Regions from separate parts of the Sus scrofa genome. Here region 2 is linked to region 1. Evidence: chromatin contacts called from public HiChIP or PLAC-seq data. All regions are on one chromosome and are shown on one strand. The core of a region is the stretch at or near the end of the contact, and the rest is flanking DNA. Distances in the headings are between cores, read along the strand shown.

Evidence for each region. HiChIP or PLAC-seq counts read pairs in DNA pulled down with a chosen protein or histone mark.
Region 2: a contact with region 1 is called in an H3K27ac HiChIP or PLAC-seq map of alveolar macrophages. The contact joins the promoter of TMEM246 here to the promoter of ZNF189 in region 1. A contact is called at or near these places in 1 of 47 Hi-C or Micro-C datasets (heart right ventricle) and 2 of 2 datasets of contacts at active chromatin or transcription factors (alveolar macrophages and skeletal muscle).

The regions. Positions count from the first base shown.
Region 1 is chr1:243,102,158-243,108,288 of Sscrofa11.1, forward strand. ZNF189 (zinc finger protein 189) reads left to right here and starts at 4,754. Exons shown (of 4, transcript XM_005652705.3): 1 at 4,754-5,210; 2 at 5,941-6,025. The coding sequence starts at 5,178. It overlaps MRPL50 (39S ribosomal protein L50, mitochondrial), which reads right to left and starts at 4,674. Exons shown (of 2, transcript XM_003122043.4): 1 at 4,520-4,674; 2 at 1-722. The coding sequence starts at 4,611. The coding sequence ends at 335.
Region 2 is chr1:243,188,915-243,195,567 of Sscrofa11.1, forward strand. TMEM246 (transmembrane protein 246) reads right to left here and starts at 1,367. Exons shown (of 2, transcript XM_005660302.3): 1 at 708-1,367.

The DNA.
Region 1 (6,131 bases), core at 3,504-6,003:
AATAGTTTATGCCTATGAAGAACAAAGACCACATCTGAACATGCCTTACACTCAAGTTAATTACGGTTGTCTTCCAAAGAAGAATATTTTTGTAAATTATTTCCTTATTCTACAAAAAAACAAAAGTTTCAGCAAATATGAAAAAAGAAAATCCAGTGATATATCAATTCATGATGACAAAAAAAAAGAGACATAACACATTCTTCCACAGAAAAAGTGGGTTTAATGAACAGTTCTGATAGCATTTCAAATGGTAAAGTATCAAAAAGTCTGATAAGCAACCTCCCTCTCAAGGGGAAGAAAATGCTTTCAATGTGTTCCTCTTCTGAACTGTTCAGTAACCCCAAGTGATTTTTAAGTTGTGAGGGAGATTACTGGCAATGAGTTCATCAAATTTAGATCTATCCTGAACAGGCACATTATAGAAATCAAGAACATCTCTGACCCTGCACATCTGGTGAAGCCTGGAGTTAGGCACTGCATGGCGCAAATCATTAGCTAAACGTGCCAAGAAGCTGAACTTCAGATGAACATCTTCCAGGGAGATATCCTGCCAATTGCTAGGTACAGATGAGCCAAAAACTTCTTTGACGTGAGATTCCAAACGACTCTGGAGATCTTCAGGTGGTATGTATGTTCGGCTTTGTATGGGTGGACACACCAGGATAGGTTCTTTCTTTACCTCTTCTACTGTCTCAGCCACCACTGGCTGCTTCTCTTTTCTGGAATGATCACAAACAAATATATGAATCTTTAGTTAACTGTATCAATGAAGTTGACAAGTTGACAACACCAGACTTAATCTTGCCTATCAATCTAAATCAATAAATAATTGCACACTTACTACTTTTCTGGGCACTGTTGAGAAAACAAAGAATAAGACAGGTCCCTGCCCTTGGAAGCTTACAGTTGAACTGAACTGGCACAGAGAGAAAACAAAAGCTAATTTCAAATTTTACATGCTCTAAGAATTCTCAAGAATGCATGAAGAAGGTAAATTGTTCTGTCTGAGATTTCCTGAGCCTCCCAGATCCAAACCCAATCTACCTCTATAATCTCATCTCCCACTAATCTCCTACCTATATACACTCTATGCTCTACCCAAACTAAACTGCATTGTTTCCCACTTTCCTGATGACATGTGTTAGCTCAAGTTTTATCCTATCTGAGATGCCTGTCTTTCATCTCCACTTATAAAAATCTTACTTATCCTCTAAGTCCTAGGACAAAACTGTTCTCTCTCAAACCTTACTTGATTTCCTCACTCAAACCTAAGTGTAAGTTCTTCTGATCTCCCATAGCATTTTATATTGTTCTCAGAGCATGTTGCGACCTGAATCTTAATTTTATTTACATTCTACTTCTCTTACTAGATCAGGATTTCTCACCCCAAATATTATGGACATTTTGAGCCAGATAATTCTTTGTTGTGGGAGGCTCTCCTACTGACTATAGGTTGCTCAGCAGCATCCCTGGCCTCTGCTCACTAAATCCTAGGAGCACTGCTGTCCTCAGTCATAATAACCAAAAATGTATTATCAAATATTCCCCCTGATGGGCAAAACTGTCCCTGGAACACTGCGCCAGATTATAAACTCCTGAATACAGAGATGTTTTGATTTGGGGAATCCTTTAAAACTGCTTGAGTAACTATTATTGAGTATCAGGGCCAATGTGAAGGAATCTGTGACGCATTATTTCAGTGCTTAATATTTGTTCATTAACTAACTCCTGTCTTCTATGGAGCTGGCATCTGATTGGGATTGTCATCTCTACAGAAACTGGAGTACACTAGAAATGAATGGTCCAGCCCCTCGCCTCCCCCCCAAAAAAATTATAATACCATTCCTCTTTGCCTACTCAAAAGACTCTCTCTACATCAATTCTCTTTTTTTTTTTTTTTTTGCTTTCTAGGGCCTCACCAACAACACATGGAGGTTCCCAGGCTTGGGGTTGAATTGGAGCTACAGCTGCCAGCCTGCGCCACATCAGATTCGAACCATGTTTGCAACCTACAACACAGCTCAGGGCAACACCAGATCCTTAACCCACTGAGCGAGGCCAGCAACGGAACCCGTAATTTCATGGTTCCTAATCGGATTCGTTTCTGCTGCACCACGACAACGGAACCTCCTCTGCATCAATTCTTTATCAATTACTCCCTATCTCACTAGAGTATTCCTATGGCACACAATATACTGCAGTATCTCCCATCTTTAAAAACATTCCTCCTAAAATCCATGTTTCGCTCCAGCTTCCTTTACAACAAAACTTCTCAAGAGTTGCCTATATTTAATGGTCTCTACTTCCTCACCTCCCACCTTCTCCTCAAACTACTCCAGTACATCATAATGAAATATTCCTTTCATCTCAGTTATCTCTTATAAAAGCACACCTCATGTTATGCCTTCATAAGACATAAAATATCACAGATATCAAACTGAAGGCCTGCAGCAATACTGCATCAAGCAAGTCTATGAGTGCCATTTTTCCAACAGCATTTGCTTACTTCATGCTCTGTTACGTTTTGCTAGTTCTCAGTGGAGAAGTAACTGCAAATGTAGTGGAAAGAACAAGAGAACCAGAATTAGAAGTAGACCCTAAAAGATGTAACTGAAACGCTGCCATCGCATGATAAAACCTCAACGTTGAGGAGTTGCTTCTTATGGATGAGGAAAAAAAAAAGTTTGAGATGGAATTTGCTCTTGGTAAAGATGCCATGAAGATTGCTGAAAACACAACAAAGGATTTAGAATGCTACATAAACTTAGTTGATAAAAAGGTGCAGAGGAGTTCTGCTATGACACAATGGGGTCAGAGAACTAAGACACAGGTTCAATCTCTGGCCCAGCACAGTGGGTTAAGAACCCAGTGCTGTTGCAGGTGCAGCTTAGTCTTAATTATGGCTTTGATTTGATCCCTGGCCGGGGAACTCCATGTGCAGAGAGGCAGCCAAAAAAAAAAAAAAAAAGGTGCAGAATTTCAGAGAATTGATTGCAATACTGAAAGAAGTGGATAACATGCTATCAAATATCATTTCATGCTACAAAAAATCATTTGTGAAAGAGCCAAGTGATGCAGCTAAATTCTTTGTCTTATTTTAAAGAATTGTCAGACACTTCACCTTTCATCAACCACTGCCTTGAACTATCAACAGCCACCAACATCTAGACAAGACACACCAGCATAAGGCTCACATGATGCGTAGCATTTTTTTTAAGCATTAAAGTATTAAGCTAAGGTATGTATATTGCTTTTTTAGACATAATGCTATTGCACATTTAACACACTACAGATAGTAAGCATAACTTTAAATGCACAGGGAAACCAAAAAATTCCTTTAACATGCTTTGAGATATTCACTTTACCTAACCCTAACCCTTTGTTTGTTGGAAAACAAACCTCAGTAGCTCCAAGGTACACCTTATACTGTTCTAGTTTTCCTCATAATTTACCACTTTCTGAAATTATATTCTACATTTGTTCATTTTTTCCTCCGCCAAAAGACATATTCTATGAGAATAAAGATTTGGTCTGTTTTAACAACCGTATCCCTCACATCTAGACACTGCATATAGCAGACACTCTAGCAAAACTTGGTGAGTAAGTAAATAAAACAAACTTAAAAGGAGATTTGAAAGATAATAATAAACATTAACCAAAAGAGGGGAAGCTAATAAATACATGAGCTGATAACAAAAATCCTTTTACTGAAAGAGTTTATGTCTGAAACTTAAGAGGGCATACATTGTTCCCTGATGTTCCTCTAAGTTTTGATGTCATAACACTTCCTGAGTCAAAAAGATTTATCTTGACAAAATTCCACATGGCGCTGTGGGAAAAGCAGTTTGATGGACGAGTTAAGAGACCTGGGTTCCACATCCACCTGTCATTAAGTTGCTTTCTGACATTTAGCAAAAAAAACTTTCTCTCTGTGGGCCCTCAGTTTCCTCATATGTCAGAGTACTTATGCTCAGAGAAGGGGCTTTGTTTCTGTTGCTGTATTTAGAGAAATGCTGGGCCTGAGCTGGCGACTAGTATCGGTTGAATGAACCAATGAACTAACAAACGAACACAATGAGGAGTTCTGCTTGTGAAGAAATAAACGCCGCAAACGAATTTAGTTCATCAAGCACGTTCATATTCCTGTTCTGAATTGACCGTCGGAAACGAGTCATTCCTTTCCTGAGATCCTACTCCACTAGGTGCCTAGAGCGCATGGTCGGTACTGCTTGCTTAATAAATTAACGGGTGAAATGAAAGGGAAAGGGGAAAGTATTTCGGTTCTAAGATTTGTAAACTGAGGTCAAAGGAAGTGACTGGACCACCACTCGCGGAACCTGGTGCTTGTTTCTCAACTCAGAACCCTAACGCACTTTATCGTCCCTTCCCTAGCAAGACGCAGGAGGAGGTTCCTGTCTTAATAGCATGACGCTCCCTTCCGAATTCTCCTCTTCATCCTTCTCAGTTTCTCTCCTTATTTTCTGTGAGCTTGAACCACCATCACTTTCCGCTTTACCTGAATGGAGACCAAAATTCTCTGCGTGGCGCCCCAGAGACTGCACACGTGAGGCTTCTTCTGGCAAGACCGGAGACCCACCGTGCCGCCATCTTCGAGGAGAACTTCGAAACAAAACACCGCCCCCCGCCGGCAGTGACGCGCCAAGACCAGCCAATCAGGCGTAAGCTTAGTGTCAAGCATTCCCTTTTTCCTCTAAGCCTCACCATGCTCCCTAGCCCTTTGCACTCCGGGAAATGTAGTCCGGTAGCCGTTGCGGCTGAGACTGAACCCGGGCGCTCCCTCTGAGCCTGACGGGAGTTGTAGTTGGGGGGAGTCCCGGGAGGGTTCTGGGTGACGCCTTCTGGTCCGGGCGGGCGGTCATAGAGCTCTTTGGCTGAAAGCAAAAGGAGCAGGCAGCCGGGAGGAGGCTCTAGCGCGGCCTGGAAGGCCTGCGTAACTAGGCAGGGGAGGCATTCGGGGTTAGGGGGCGGCCAAGAAGCGCATCTGACATGCTGCTGGGGTCGTGACCGCTCGGGGACCGAGGCAGGACCTGGCCATATCCAGCCTGGAGGCCTCGCCTTCGTCGGGCCTCATCTTCAGCGGCGGCGTAGGCCTTGCTAGAGGCTCCTTTTCGTGCGGCTACCCCGGATTCCTGCCCTGATTTTCTGTCGGAGAGATGGCCTCCCCGAGCCCCCCGACAGAGCCGAAGGTAGGTCGCCCCTCCGGGTATTCGTGTTCTTTCGCCATTACCCAACTAGGCCACGCCACCGTCGGTCGTGTTCCCCCCCCGCCCCCGCCAGATTGCGGTCTTTAGGGCCAGCTTGGTGCGAGGGAGTACCCCTTTAATGCACCAGGGTGCCGGTCATGACCACACTATCCACTGGCTCCTTTTTTGAGAGCGACTGGATAAATTAGCTAAAGAAAATGAGTAGTGCTCCAAACTAGTGTTCTCATTTATGAGTTCTTTCAGGTGAGGTACCTTTTTTGACCCTCTCCTGTGTCTAATGCACCTGCTGCGATGCCTGGACCCAAGGTAGACGCATGGAGAACTTAACGGAATTGAAGTGAAAAGGGTCTCAAGCCAGTGCTAATAGAGAATTGGAGCGGGGCAATGAGGTGCAGGAAACTTGGGAAGGCCTTGGGTCAGTTTGCTAGAATTATAATATTGGGGAATAATTGATAAGCCAGAAAGCCTTATCCTAGGCCTCCTCACTACAGAAGGCAAAGATGCAGCAATAGAATTCAGTCTGTTCCAGAATTGAGCCCAGTTTGGAACTCTTAGTTATCATGTGCCTCCTAGCCTACCCAGCCCTGATAAGTGATTGCTTCTGCTACTTTCAGTGCTAGAATTGTCCTTGAGACAACAAGAACTGACTACAGAAATCATACTATTTCAGGGGTTGCTGACATTTGAGGATGTGGCTGTGTTTTTTACCCAGGAGGAGTGGGATTATCTGGATCCAGCTCAGAGAAGCCTGTATAAAGATGTCATGATGGAGAATTATGGAAACCTGGTCTCACTGGGTAAGAATCTGCTGTTTCTCTGATTAAAATATATAAGAAACTGTAAGAAATCAGAACACTTGAGCCAGTATCATACCAAACTGCTTTGTTCCAAAGTTCTGATTCA
Region 2 (6,653 bases), core at 117-2,616, 83 kb after region 1:
TAATTTTAATAATGTTAGACAAACAAAATTTTCTCTTCTCACATACTAAAGTATCTGGTACAGGGCACTCTAGAAATGCATCTCTAAAAAAAGCCAATCCCATTAACAAGGTTTCATTCTCTAAGGGAAATGCGCGCAAGCACGCTCGCGCACACACACCTGCAGGTTTTGCACATGGTCCGCATAGTGAGATCATCATCGAAACCGCCCTTGTGTCCCCTTACGCCCGGGAGGATCAAGGGATGCCCAGGGCACACCCACCCTGCGCCCGGAATATTGTGGGCGCAGTGCGGCATTGGCAACGCCCGGGCCCAGAGGCCAGGAAGAGGGCAAGGCTAGCCAGAGTGGTCCTAATCCCTTATGGAAAGTGAATGGCAGCGGATGAAGAGTCCCAGATCCAGTGTCTACACACTGACCTTGGGTAGTTCCCGCTGCTTTCAGGTCTGTTTCCTCACGCGTAGGCGGAAGCTAACAGTCTGGATCGCCGCGTTGCCTCCCTTCCGCTACTCTTCCCAGGAACTGGGAGGGACACCCCGGGCTGAGAGGTCGTCCGCAGAAACCCAACCCCGCAGCAGCGAACTGTCCGCGCGCCGGGCGGGCTCGAGGGGCGGATGCGCGTCAGATCCTTGCCGCAAACTGGCGGCCATTAGGCGACCCACCCTTGGGCTGGTGGGCCCAGCAGGACTGGGCTGGAGCGGGTGTCTTACCTGGACTCGGATACGCCTGGCTCGCGACTTTCCGTCGGCCTCGCGAAGCCACAGAAGAGGGCGAGGGGTAGGGAGGCTCCCCCGCTGCGACACTCAGTCATCCCTGTGCGGATGCCGGCCCAGCCACTCGAGGGGCGCCCTTTTGGGGTCCCCGCAGTTTTCAGGCGAACCGCAGGCAGCGCCACAAGCGGGGCCGTGCGGGAGCCTGCCTGCCCAGAGGGCACCGCGGTGGGAGCAGGCCTTCCCTGGCGGCGCCAGCTTCTGCGTCTGCTCTCTGCGTGCCCGCCGCGGGAACCCTAATCTTTTTACCCTTGCTCTGAAGGAGTCATCTCCGAGGTGGGCGCTCGGGTCGTGATACCAATGGGGCTGGGCAGATCTTGCGCAGCGGAAACCTACCCGGTGGGAGCGATTAACACTGTCCCCTGCGCAAGCGGAAAGCGGCTGCTGGTATCTCCTAGGCTTGTCTAGCTCATCCCCACGGAGGAGCCATCTCCCGACCCTGAAGCCTCGGAAGAGAGGTTTGGGTGCATGCCGAAGCCTCACCTCCTCCCGAGGCGCGGCTCGCTCACGGAGTACCCAGGCTCTGGCAGGCCATGTGACCTGCGAGCTGTGGAGCGTTCGCAGCCCCCAAAGCCAGCTGTGGGGGGAAAAGCATGGCAAAAGGCGCCAACTGATGGGCAGAAAGGGAAAAGCAGGTTCAAAGCAAAAGAAGTTCAAAAGCTGGAAGGACTATGTATGTCTCTGCACTGTTCACAGCCCCAGTTGGCCATAAAGCGCGTTTTTGGCTGGAGAGGTTTGTTTTTGCCAGTAATAAAAGCGGACATCTCTTCTATCCTTAATCCTCACCTTACCCTGCATTATGCCAGGCGCATTATGAACATTCATCTCTCACTTCACTCCGGTACATTAGAGATTGTCATTCAAAATTTGCAAATGACGAAAGAATATTTGAGAAGGTAATTTGCCGAGTGCAATACTCCAAAAGCCAGAAATGTAATCATTAAAAAAAAAGAAGTTTACTCTAATTAAATCACCTTGCTAGGCATGGGATTTAAAATGGTCTATGGTTCTTTCCACTTACCTGTCAATCTCTTTCAGCAATGGCTTTGTGAGTTCAAAACACCCCCAACCCTAATTTTGGCAGATAGATATCATACTCGTATCCCTATTCCCATTCTAGCACTCCCATCCCCTGTGCTCCTCCCATTATTCTTCTCCACAGTAAATGAGGAATGATTACCAACTCCTGGTTCTACCCTGTAATTCCAACACATTCCACAGAACATCTAGGAGAGAAAAATGCACAAAAGCAGAAAAGAATCATGAAGTAAATATCTGTAATTATTAATGAAGGGCTTTCATTCATTGAGAGAGATCATTGCTAGCTTCACCTCTCAGAAATCATTTAGTTCATAGGCCATGGAGGTCTAATAAAAGATCCTATACAAAACTGATACCCAAACAAGATAACTTAGTGCTTATTGTGAAGGTGCTAATATTCATTAAGTACATTATAAATGCTAACTTAGATGAAATTTGAAGATGTGATGTCATAATTTGCAACTTTATTTCATTCATATATCTTGAATGAAATGACCTAAAATCTAGGCACTTTTTAAAAGAAGAGTGAGGTCTCAAGTCAATTCAGTCTCCAAATAAACACTGTAGAATACTCCCTCACCTCAGTTAGCTCTTTACTACCCATTCAAGCATATATGTGTGTAAATCTGTTCTTGCCCTCTGGGCTGCCCCAAGTCGTTCAAATGGGAAGTTTGTATCTTTTGCGAAGGGGATAGAAGCCAGCATTATAGTTCATAAGGGAGGCACACAGAGATTTACCCGCATTAATGAAATGCTATCTCTCAATGAATAAAAGCCTTCATTAGAGAACAATTACTTTGAGTCTCAAATGTTTTTCAGTCTTCCAGAAGCCTTTTTAAACACAAATGGTCTTAAGCGAAATAACAGGAATTATGAGAAAAAGTACATGTTGACTGAAAACCATTCCTGAGGAACAGGAGCACAGGAAAAAAATGTGGAATGACTTTTTGAAATGAAAAGAAAAAGATGGGGACAAAAGGAAAGTGAAAGCTAACTCTGTTCCACCTTGACCTTTCCTTTCTTCCTAGGATTTCTACCACACAGTTTTACTGCCTATCTTGGCTTCTAATTCTAGTCAGTTTACCTTTCTAGGCCAGGGGTTAGCAAACCACCACTCTCTGCCCATTTTTGTGTAGCCCACAAGATGAGAATGGTTTTTATAATATTAAATGATTACAAATTCAAAGGAGGAGAATATTTCAAGATATGTGAAAATCATATAATATTCAAATGCCAGTGTTATTGACATATGGTCTTCATAGACATATTGTCTGTGGTTACTATCATGCAACAACAGAAGAATTGAATAGTTGTGAAAGAGACCTTATAACCCATCAAGACTAAAAAATTTACTATCTGGTGAGTTCCTGTCGTGGCTCAGAAGTAACAAGGGTCATGGAGACGTGAGTTCGATCCCTGGCCTCGTTCAGTGGGTTAAGGATCCAGAATTGCTATGAGCTGTGGTATAGGTCACAGACGCAACTTGGATCCTGCATTGCTGCTGCTGCAGCTCCAACTGACCCCTAGCCTGGGAACTTCCATATGCTTCATGTGCGTCCCTAAAAAGCAAAATAAATAAATAAATAAATAAATAAAATTCACTATCTGGTTTGCCAATGCCTGTTCTACAAGTTCTGTTCAGTGGTTAAAAGGTAAAGCAATAAAGCCAATGAATGCTCACATGATTTCTTGTGTGTGTCAGCATAGTTGACACTAGATACTAAGTTCCCTTAGAACCTTAAATCCATCTACTTTGGCATCCATCTATCCTCTATTCTTATAACCAATATTTATTGAAAAATTGTTCTGACATAGTACCAAAACTATAAATGAGAAAAAGATGAAAATTAGATGCATGAGGAATGCTGGGAAGTCGATATAAGACTGCTTGGGCTGAGAGCTGAATCTAGCACAGGAAGGTAGCTTGGGAAGGTATTCCTATCTCCTGGACCGAGCCCAAACCTCAACCTTCTAGACTTCTTTTATATAAAAAGGTTAAATAAATTTTTTAAAGTTATTGTTATTTTGGAGTTTTTAATTAAATGTCATTAAACTTAATTCAATATAGGTTATGAAGAAGATTACACAATTATTTAAGGTTATTTCATACTCATTTTTTAAAGAATCATATGGTAAGTTTCTAAACATGAAAGGTTGGTGGTAGTTTCAAATGATTATTGTTATGCATAGATAATAATATTAACTACATTCTCTATCATAGGAGTAACAGAGAACAATCATCAAGGTCTTTTATGAAAGAAAATAAATTGAGTCCTAAAGGTAGATAAGAGGGATACCTAGGAAAGGGAAAACTCCTGGAAAGTTAAGTTTCCAGGATTCTGGCTCTCAAATGGTAAGCCACCTTTTATATTCCACCCTAGCTACCTCCCCTCCCTTGTGGTGGGGAGAGTTCTTGTCTTTTATTTTCTTTTTTCAAAACTGTGACTTTGATGGCACAGAAAGAATCATAATCATAATTCTTAATTCATGATATCCTTATCAGGTGTTTATGTAAGGACTTCTATCTATATAACAACAACAACAAAACCACCCAACCTGGAAACCAGAACCCAGACAGCAACTTCCATCTATCTAGATGGTTCTTACTTATTCTATTCATTTGGATGTGTTTTTAAAAAATTATTCAACAATACCTGTCAGTAAGGCAGATTTTATTCAAAAGGGGCCATGACAATAAGTATAGGGACACTGCAATCAGGCCTGGCAGAAGGGTACTGTATTCAAATCTGAACATAGCGCAGGCAAGAGGACAAGTGGGAATTTACAGCCAAAGTGTAGGATGAAGATTGGTGGATGGCAAATCAATAAGAGGAAACATTTGTTATAGAGGGGAATTCTGGACAAAGAGACTTAAAATTCTTATTAAAGAAGGGGAAGGATGCTCAGATGTTGAGGGTGGGGGTGGTTATTGCTAAAATGACTTAGCAGAATTTTTGATAAAACTGGATTTTACAAGGAAGTGCACATACAGGCTTAGAAGAAGATTTAGGAGCCTGACTAAATTTTTATAAGCAAAGAATCTTTGTTAGTGTTGTCTGAGAAAAGAGGCAGATCATAAAACAAATAAACATGTTTTTCCAGGGTTTTAGGATTACAATTTTGGAAGCACAGATTCTGGCAGCAGCCAGAAAAATGTTCTGTCTGGGGAACAAAAGGCAACAGTTTTAAAAGGAAAATGGAAAAGTATATTTAGTCTACATAAGTCATTTGACAAGGTCTATAACTGGAAGGTATATATGTTTGTTTGTTTTTCCTGTTACAATTCATTGGCTTGTCAAGGATGTCTCACTTATTATTAGTTAAGGCATGTTTTTGCATAATCCTCAGAGATTCCTTTCTGACAAATATATTCTTTTTTTCCCAGTCAGCAGGTTCAGCATAGTTCACAACTTAACAAGATGGAGTCTAAAGTACAAAGTGAGGTTGCTACAGACACCTTCCACATTTTCCCCTTTTGCTCATGATTCTTCCTGGCAAAAACATCAACAGAGCACCATCAGTCCCTCATTGCCAGAATGGTTTGATTACCTGCTCCAGGTCCACCTAGTCCCTCAGTTGGGGTAGGGGGGTGGGGGGGTGGGGTCCTGTGAAGGTATCATCAATAATTTCTTTCAAATCTTCTGATCCATAAAGTCTCTTTCAGTGAAGAACATCTAACATGGCCATCTGTGCAAACGTAAGTTGGGTAGCTGACTGAGTTACAGCAGAGGTTACAATTTTTAGCAAGCATTTGGTTAATATAACAATGCATGTGGAAGTTCCCTTGTGGTACAGCTGGTTAAGGATCTGGTGTTGCTGCAGCTGTGCTGCAGGTTGCAGTGGCAGCCTGGATTTGATCCCTGGCCTAGGAACTTCCACATGCAATAGGTGTGGTCAAAAAAAAAAAAAAAAAAAAAAAGAAGAAGAAAAAAGAAAACAGTGCATATTATTAGGATTAGCAATAGTAATCCAGTTTGGAATACTGTTCTTAACCGTGACCTTATTCCTGATGAAAGGCAACTGAAGAGATAGAGACAATCCCCGAGTTTTGATGTGTGTCCTATTTCAGCCAATAGATTGATATTATCTTTTATTACCTTCAATTCTTGTGTTACCTCACCAGACTGATATTAAAGACTATTCTTCTCCAAATACTGTCCAGATGCCTCCTTATTGGACTGTCAAGATATCTTGACTTTCTGTTTTGTAGGACAATTTCTGCCAGGCTATCAATTTCAGTTTTATAATATTCAAATGCTCAGAGAGGCACTGAAGGTGTTGGCCATAACTTTGGATAAGTTTCATATTGCTTTTTCTACTCCAAACCAAGAGAAGAAGGCCTTGGCAAAACCATGACAGAACACTTTCTGTCTATAATTAGGTTATTAGTTGACATCTATTCAAAAGTATAACCTTCTCAGCTTACCAAGATATTTTTAACTGATATGAGAAATACCTTACGTTTGGTACATAAGCAGTAGAGGGAAGGGTCTTTCTAATAGTAACAGAGGTAAGGGAAACAATTCTGAAATACCCTTTCCATCTAGTAGAAGAAGCTGAATAAATGTTTTTGCCACACACATAGAATAACCAGAACCTTCTAGGGACATGGCATAAGTAAGTCCTTTAGCTTAAATTCTTTCAGCAGTTTCAAAATAAATTTTATTATCAAAAACAAAATCATCTTCAGTGAGTACATGATAATTGGATTTGCTGGAATTGTGTGAGTCATTATAAGAATATCTTATATTTCTATATATCTGAAGTAATAAATGAATTTGATTGTTATGATCAAAATTTTGCCTAAGACATGGAGTCTCCAGAGAAGAGGTAGGTGAAGTTAAA